Regions from separate parts of the Hordeum vulgare genome. Here region 2 is linked to region 1. The links are chromatin contacts, called in public Hi-C maps. All regions are on one chromosome and are shown on one strand. The core of a region is the stretch at or near the end of the contact, and the rest is flanking DNA. Distances in the headings are between cores, read along the strand shown. Region 1 has its middle 12 kb from the start of LOC123450792. Region 2 holds the start of LOC123447164 (E3 ubiquitin-protein ligase Os03g0188200-like).

Region 1 (4,430 bases), core at 1,067-3,566:
TGCGTAGGGTATTAACTAACTTATGTGAATTGCTAAAATTTATAAATAAATTAAATTTCATTTGATCAAGTAGTCTAATTCCCTTCACCCACCCATCTGACACATACTACGCAACCACGGCAGCTGTCCATGATGCCCACCACAACCTCTGTCCTACTGTCGCCCCGGAGGACACCAGCCACGCCCGGTAGCCTAATGTGGTGGATTGTGCAAGTTGTGAATTCATGTATTTAGGGATTGCCCAACCCGAAATTTTGGATGCCCAAATGTTAGGTACTCCCTCCGACCAAGTGTATAGGACATGCGCGTAGTTCTAGATCGTTAATTTAACTACTTAAATATGTATTGTTTATAATAAATAATATATCATTAAATTCATACGGGGATGTAGTTTCTGAATATGTAATTTTTATCGCATACTACCTCCGTCCGAAAATACTTGTCCTAGAGATGAATGTATCTAGACTTACTTTAATTGTAGATACATCCATTGTATGCATTTTTAGGACAAGTATTTTCAGACGGAGGGAGTATAATATATATTTAACTAGTTAAATTGACAACCTAGAACTACGCGCATGCCTTATACACTTGAACGGAGATAGTAGTAATGTTAATAATCTCTCCCTAATAATAAAGCAAATTCGGTTTCTGGTCGTCCGTCTTAGAAATTACCCCTAAAGTTTGCATAAATTACCCACCATGCCACCGGTAAGTAATAGAAAACGTTTCACAAAGCGTAAAATCTTGGACTCGGCCGACCCATGTAAAAACCTCCTATATTACGCTCTGCATACTGGGAGAATATCCAGCACACCGTATGGGCTGGCCCATACACAGGCGCCTGCTTTTAGTTCCGTTTATTTATTTATTTATTTTCAGTTTCGTTTTATTTTTTTATTTTAAATAATTTAGAACTTTAAATAATCTTTAAAAATTTAATAAACTGAAAATTATAAATCAACATATTTAAAAAATTAAAATGTTTGTGACTTCAAAAACTGCTCGGAGTTTTAAAAAAAATGCTCGCATATACAATAAAATGTTTGCAATTTTATAAAAATGTTTGTACAATAAGAATAGTTCATGATCTCAAATACAATTCCATGTATTAAAAATTATTAAATGCATTTAACAAAATGCTTTCCAATTCAAAATATGTCCTAAAATTTTAAAAATAGCTAATTCCTGTTTTGATGGTTTTTTTTTATTTAAAATTTCCCGTTCCATTTTTGTTTATTTATAATTTAAATAATTTAGAATTACAAAAACTTTTGCATATTAAAAAAATAGGAATTTGGATTAAAATGCTGATGAATTTTTATTTTGAATTAAAAATAGGATTCAAAAAAGCGCTGGATTTTTATTTTTTTTTGCAAATTCCGAAACAATGTCCATGAATTTAATAAATATATTACTGATTTATAAAAATGTTTGTTTATTCAGAAAAACTTCATGCATTTGAAAAATGTTTGTGAATTTAAAATAAAATCCTCCAACATAAAAAATTATGTTCGTCTTTTCTTGAATTGGTGGCCAATTCAAAAGAAAATATTTAAACCCGTTTGAAATATAAAAAATAATCACGATTTTTAGTAAATGTTTGTAAATTGTAAAAAATGTTCTCGATTTTAAAATCGTTCCCATATTTGTAAAATTGTTCACGAAAGATCTAATGTATGTAGTTAAACATTAATGCTTCTAAGTCTTTGTGACAATATACCTGTGGGAATTTTAAAGAATTAACTGTTGGATGGATCGGATTATTATTGTATGTTTTCTAAAAAAAATTCTTGAAATTCAGAATAAATCTTTGAGTTACCAGATTTTTGACAACCATGATATATATTTTTTGAAAATGTAAAAATTGCTTCAACTTGTGAATAAATTTAAAAGAAGAAACATTTTTTGCGTTTGTGCACAAAATTTCTAAATCAAGCGATGATACGTGAACATAATGTAATCACTATCATTGGAGATTATGTTTTTTTTCTTCCGTGACAACGCACGAGCCATTTTGCTAGCATTTTTATACAATATTGATTCTGGAAACCCAAAATATGTGTTACCCGGATTTTTGTGTAAACACGAACACCCAGTCTGGGTCATGCATGGACACCCTCTCCAACGAGACGGGCCGGCCAAAACGAAACAAAAGGTTGACGGCTGGTCCATGTCCATCCATGACGACGACGCATCATGAGAAAGGCGAAGTTCGATCTGCTTTCGTTTGATGGCCCGGGCCAGCGTATACGTACGGCCGAGATGCAGACCTAGACGTCCTACGCGAGAGAATCAATACGGCGATGGTGCGTATGGCTGGATCGATCAACCCACCGGCCGGTTGGCAGCGCGCACCTACTGCATCGCCCGAATGATAACAGTGGACAGATCGACGGTGACTTCACCGGCCAACCGACGTGAATACTGAGCCTGAGACTGTACCTAACTATTCCCTTCATCAGGAAATACTTGTCTTAAAAATGAATATAATGAATGTATCTATAATTAAAATAAGTCTAGATACATTCATTTCTAAGACAATTATTTCTGGACGGAGGAAGTATTAGTTAGGAGATAAAGAGTTTGCGGAAGATGCCGGTTAGGTACGTACATTTTTCTCACAAAAGCGATGACTTCATCCGTTACTAAAGCAACTTCAACCGACCAATCCATTTTATCAGCCCATGTTTCTTTGGAATGAAGTAAATATAAATGCTAACCCAATGCGACGATCCGAATCCAAATTGCAACTCAAATTCAAATTATGTTCGCTGGACGTGTGCGTCGATGCATTTCATGTCCATATTTAAGCCCCCTTTGCGTCGGCACGGACACCAAACAGACGCCACGTGCGCCCTCTCGTTGTTCGCCGCGTCCCCACGCGTCACTCGACCAACCGCACCACATGGTCTTATTTATTGCGACCACCTACCGCGGGCCCAACACATCAGCAAGTGGAAGCTACGTGAGGCCCATCATGCAGTCACTCGATCCATTTTCGGTCACACGGACGTTCGACCACACTCAAACTAAGAGGAAGCGCGAACGGCGAAAGGACTGCAACGGCCAGGGACCTAATCTCTCACATAAAGCGCCATCAAGCCATACGTTACCACTAATGTATAGTTAGAGCTGCAGTTTTAGGTAACTTCCGTAGTTATTGTCATTAAATGCCTTTGAAGTGGAGGCCACGGGTCCAGGCACACTCTATATAAGCTTGCCTTGAGCTCCCACACACAGGTTAAGCATTTTGTGTATTCACACTCCCCCCCATATGCAACACTAAGCCTCCGGGATCGAGACATAGGGTCTTTACCACTCCCGAGTGGGGCTTCAACTCGTACATCCAAGTGTTACAACCGTATAGTAGCTAGCCTCCGCCCTTCGTTCGCAACCCTCGTACTATTGTCACGTTCACCCCCTCGACAGTTGACGCCCACCATAAGGATGCGCGTTTAGCAAACTCCAGCGCAGTTGGAGTTTCAATCCTTTTTGTCATCATGATGACACTTGACAACGAGATCCTTTTCGGTTCCCCCAGCTTCACCCTCGATGATTCAGTGCGGCTGCAGGATGTGTTGCTGAATACCGATGAGTTGTCCGCTTCTGGTGCATCGCACTTCAGCGCGGTGGCGCACGGGGTCCTTATTTGGCAGCCGTGAGTGACGTACCTCTCGGCACACCCACGTCCTCTTAAGGTTCATTGCAAGCGCTCCGGGCGCTCATGGCTGCAGTGCTGGATCAAGCATGCGGTGGCTCTTCAAAGCCACATCAGGGCAGGTGGCCATGCTCGACTCAGATGAGCTCACTCTTAGCATGTTCCCTTCCTCGGGCGACGAGTCATTCGGCGAGTCCGATCGCGAGAGCAGCGGAGACGCCGCGGAGATCTTTATGGCTGACACTGCCAGGAGAGGAGGTCCTGTTTTTCCTGGGGTAACTCTCGCGCCCACGATGGAGGCGATCGCTGATACGTCCCAAACGTATCTATAATTTTTCATTGTTCCATGATCTTTTGGTGACATTGTTATATGTTTTGCTACACTTTTATATCTCTTTACACATATTTGGACTAACCTACTAACTCAGTGCACCCAGTGCCAGTTTCTGTCTGCTGATGTCTTTTTTGCAGGGACTTTTACCCAAATTTCCATAGTCCCAAAAATCCCGAGAAAAATATATAAATATCAGCGTGACGGAAGCTTCCGGAGCACCTAAGCTGGGACAGAGAGGAGCCAGGGGCTGCCCAGGCAGCCTCCCTGCGCGGCCTGACCCCTGGCCACGCCAGGAGGTCGCCTGGGTGGGCCCCACCTCCTCCGACGCCCTCCTTTGGCCTATATTTACCCCTCCGATCGGAAACCCTTGAGGCATATCCAGAATCACGAATTTCTCCATCATTCCACCGTTGCAGCGCTTCCAAGATGGGAGCG
Region 2 (4,430 bases), core at 739-3,238, 37 kb after region 1:
CCATGATCGCATAAGAAATTGTCATGCAGCAAAAAAAATTACCGCGTTTCGCAAAAAATAAAATAAAAAATTGGCGTTCATTCAATCGGGAACTTGCGGCTTTCAGGCCGTTCGTTGGGAGGTGAAACAAATCTGACATTCGCAAGTTATCGTTTCCCTTTCGAAAAACATCGACGATGCATTTTCTTTCCCGTCCTGTCTGGCATGCCTATCTCGGCCTCGGACGCTAGCCGCCAAAATCGACGGATCCGAATGCACCCGAGAAATAGACAAGATACAGTATTAATCATTCGCCTAGGATAACTTCAAAGTGATTTGACTTCAAAAACAAATACTCGTTAAACGATAAGGTCTGTTTACAACATTAGAACAACTGAATTTTGCTTATGGAATGCGTTCTTAGTGGAAGCGTCGTTGACATCCGTGAAGTGTAACCAAGGGCCACCAGGTAACATAGGAAGTAATTAACTCCTCGCCATGGCAGAACTAATTGCACAATCAATTTAGGAGGCTGTAATGCGTATCTGAAAACTTCTGTCTATGGCAACAGGTGCATGAATCCAAGGACATCTTCTTCCTCCAAAGTGAGAAAGAAACAATGGAGATGGCAAGCCATGGATTGCCGAGTAAAACCGTGCGTTTATAGGTCTAAAAATATATATATTCCTATTTGCAGGCACATAAGGAACTCAGACGAAGATTACACACAAGGACGAACGAAGAGGTCAAACCCGGTTTAACGCGTCAACGTCGGAGCTCTCTTTCTTCTCGTCACCGCCGGACCCCGACCCGCTCGGTTTCTCAACCGGCGCTCCGGCCACGGGATGAACCCGCTTGCTGCCGCCGTGCTCCTCCACGGCGTCCGATCCCCCGCGGCTCTGCCGCTGCCATGACATGGACCGCCGCAAGAACGAGGTCAGCCACCCCGGTGTCCTCTGATCCGCCGTGTCCGGGTACTCTGCGGCTAGGCTAGCCGCTCGCCGGTGCCTCCGGACGGCGGCCAGCTCCTTCATGACGTGCTCCGGCAGCCTGAGAGTGTGCCTGTCTGGCGCGTCCATGGCTGACTGCGTCCTGCGGTAGTGGTTGTACTCCGCGCCCGTGAACTCGTGCCTCCATATCGTGCTGAAGCTGGTGAGGGATTCGGCCGTGAAAGACACCACCGAGCACTCCTCGTCGAGCTCCTCCGGCTCCTCCTGCACGGCCGTGTCCGTCAAGTCGCCGCGGCTCTCGGCGGCGGCCGGGATCGCGGGCGGCGCGTTGAGGTCGGCCCGGCAGAGCGGGCAGGTGACCGCGCCGGCGAGCCACGGGTCGATGCAGTCCGGGTGGAAGACGTGGCAGCACGCCGGGAGGACCCGGAGCTCGTCGTTGTCCTCGAACTCGGTGAGGCAGACGGCGCACTCGAGCGGGCCCGACTTGGTGGCCGCCATACGCGCCTTCACGTCGCCGTAGACGGCCGTCGGGAAGGCCTCGACGACCTCCCTGTCGAGGCCGCGTGGGCGGCAGCGATCGGACTGGGCGGCGGCATCGACGGGCTGGTTAGGGGCCGTGGCGCGGGACGGGCGGCGAGGGACGGGGTGCGCGCCGGTGCAGCGGTTGATGTAGATTGAGAAGAGCGTGAGGGCGACGAAGGCGGCGATGAGGACGACGAGCACGACGACGGTGGTTGGCGAGAACCCGCCGGCGGTTCTAGAGGAGCCGGCGTGGCCCGTGCTGTTGGACGTCTGCTGGGCCAGAGACGGCAGCGCGGTCGATGAGAGCAGGAGAAGGAGAAGGAGCCGCGTGATCTGGCCGCGAGCCATTGCCGTCTCTTGGCAGGGGCGAACCGCCGGCCGGCCGTGCTGATTTATCGTGGCGCCGGAGAGAGAGAAAAGGAGGGAGGTTTTGATGGAACGGGAAGTGGTTGATTACACCTGGTGGATGGAAAAAGTGTAACGTAAGATCGAGATGGCGATGTGCGTGGCGAATGTTTGTGCGGGGCCACCGGTCATGGGCTGGGGTGAACAGGACGTGGGACGGGGACGTGTGGCTCGTCGGTGACGGTGAGGGGTTGAAGAAGAGAGGGCGGTGTGGCTGACTGACCGAGCTTCTCAATGGCTGCTGACATGTCCGTCAGCTCAGGCAAATTGTCTTATAAGTATATAAAAAATAAAATTATTGGTCTCTCATTTCTCTAGCTTTAGTCTGGCGTGTAGTGATCGTGTGGAGGATAACGAATGCCGGGTTATTTTAGTTTAAGTTCGTAACCGTCTCGTCTCATGCCTTTTTTTTTTCATGGCCGCATCTCTTGTTTACAGATTCAATAAGCCAAATTCTTATATACAATGGATAACGCGGCCAGACCTTGTTTAGAAGTAGCGTTTTGTTACTCTATTCATCTCCTGATCTCCTCCATGGTGCGGCGTGAGCAAAAATATGCTTGGGCGGTGCGGGTTCACATCACCTGCCATTGATCATGGAAGAAAGGCCAGCAAGAACGAGTCTTTGCTCCGGTTCAGTCCAAGCGCGCAGGTAAAAGACACCGACGTTGTGTATCGTAAATGTGTTTTCAAGGCGATTTAAAGGTCTGGCGGAAGGATACCAAAAGCAGAGATTGGACGGCACCAGCACCACTACCCGGTGTGGCTCAGCCTCTCTTGGGTCAGACCACTTTCCGGCCTGCCGGCCACCTGGCTCGCGTACATGCTACGCCCGGCGCCTGGTGCTAGTGATAATGAACGTATGAACTGTTAGACGATAAAACTCTTGTATTATACGTGACTTGTATAACACGTATAGGCGTGGGTGTAAGTTAAGATCTCTCTATATCTCGTTGTGTTTAAACTATAGATAAGATAGATTGATCTTAAACCACCCTTTGATGTATATCTCTTTTGCTTATGCCGCCTATATAAACATGCACGCGTCCCTGCTAAGAGCATACGCTTCCAGCCTTTTCCATATGGTATAAGAGCCACCTCTTCCTATCGACATGTCATCTTCCTCCTCAAGCTCCACCATGGCTGCTTCCCTCGCTGCGCGTGGCCACACCATAACCGAAAAGCTAGCTAGGGATAATTTTTTGGTGTGGAAGGCACATGTTCTTTCACATGTGTGCGCCGCTGGTCTCATGGGCTACCTTGATGGCACCATGGCCGAGCCGCCCGTCATTTAACCACCGAGACTGATGTTGCAGGGAAGAAGGAGATCTCTTCGACTCCAAATCCTGCCCATGTTCTCTGGTACACGCAGGATCAGCAGGTCCTCACTTTTCTCCTTGCCTCCCTGTCTCGTGATGTTTTCCTTCAGGTGCACTCCCTGGCTTCTGCAACCGGCGTCTAGACGGCGATCCAGCAGATGTTCGCGTCCCACTCCAGGGCGCGCCACATCCAACTCCGGGGGCAGCTCGGCAACACCAAGAAGGGGGACTCTCCCGTCGCCATCTACTTCACCAAGATGAAGGGATTTGTAGATGAGATGGCGGCGGCAGGAAAACCTATCGACGACGACGAGTTGGTTTCCTATATCCTGCAAGGATTGGACTCCGACTACAACCGGTACGTTGCCGCCCTCTCATCTCGTCCCAAGGCTGATCAGAAGATCGGCCTCACCGAGCTATTTTCCTTGCTCAACACGGCAGCAACACCAACTCCTTCTCCATCAACCTCGCCTCCAAGGGGGGCTCCCGCAACAACAACGATGCCCGCTCCTCTGGTCACGGCGGTGGCAACTCTGGTGCCGCCTACCGTGGTGGCGGCGGTGGTTTCTTCCCCAACGCTGCTGCTCCCCCTCCTTCTGGTGGAAGGGATGAGACATGCCAGATCTGCAAACGGCAGGGCCATGCTGCCTGGCGCTGTTTCAAGCGCTACGACAAGAATTTCATGTTGGAAATATGCCCTAGAGGCAATAATAAAACGGTTATTATCATATTTCCTTGTTCATGATAATCGTCTATTGTTCATGCTATAATTGTATTAACAGGAAACAGTAATACATGTGTGAATAAATAGATCACAATGTGTCCCTAGCAAGCCTCTAGTTGGCTAGCTCGTTAGTCAATAGACGATCATGGTTTCCTGATCATGGGCATTAGATGTCATTGATAACGGGATCACATCATTGGGAGAATGATGTGATGGACAAGACCCAATCCTAAGCATAGCACTAGATCGTATTGTTCGTATGCTAAAGCTTTTCTAATGTCAAGTATCTTTTCCTTCGACCGTGAGATTGTGCAACTCCCGGATACCGTAGGAGTGCTTTGGGTGTATCAAACGTCACAACGTAACTGGGTGACTATAAAGGTGCACTACAGGTACCTCCGAAAGTGTCTGTTGGGTTGGTACGAATCGAGATCGGGATTTGTCACTCCGTGTGACGGAGAGGTATCTCTGGGCCCACTCGGTAGAACATCATCATGAGCTCAATGTGACTAAGGAGTTAGTCACACGATG

What was found. Hi-C and Micro-C count contacts between places; a contact is called where the count stands out from the background.
Region 2: a Hi-C map of leaf shows a contact between it and region 1, with 1.7 times the contacts expected there. The contact joins the promoter of LOC123447164 here to the enhancer-like site in region 1. A contact is called at or near these places in 2 of 6 Hi-C or Micro-C datasets (both in leaf).

Annotation. Positions count from the first base shown.
Region 1 is chr4H:574,958,700-574,963,129 of MorexV3_pseudomolecules_assembly, forward strand. No RefSeq gene overlaps it. Among protein-coding and RNA genes, the nearest start is that of LOC123450792, 12 kb to the left of the region's middle. Within about 2 kb of position 2,317, at least 3 of the 3 cell types and tissues checked have open chromatin away from gene starts, as enhancers often do. A contact at or near this core is called in leaf, where this site is marked.
Region 2 is chr4H:574,995,773-575,000,202 of MorexV3_pseudomolecules_assembly, forward strand. LOC123447164 (E3 ubiquitin-protein ligase Os03g0188200-like) reads right to left here and starts at 1,989. Exons shown (of 1, transcript XM_045123744.1): 1 at 351-1,989. The coding sequence starts at 1,799. The coding sequence ends at 726.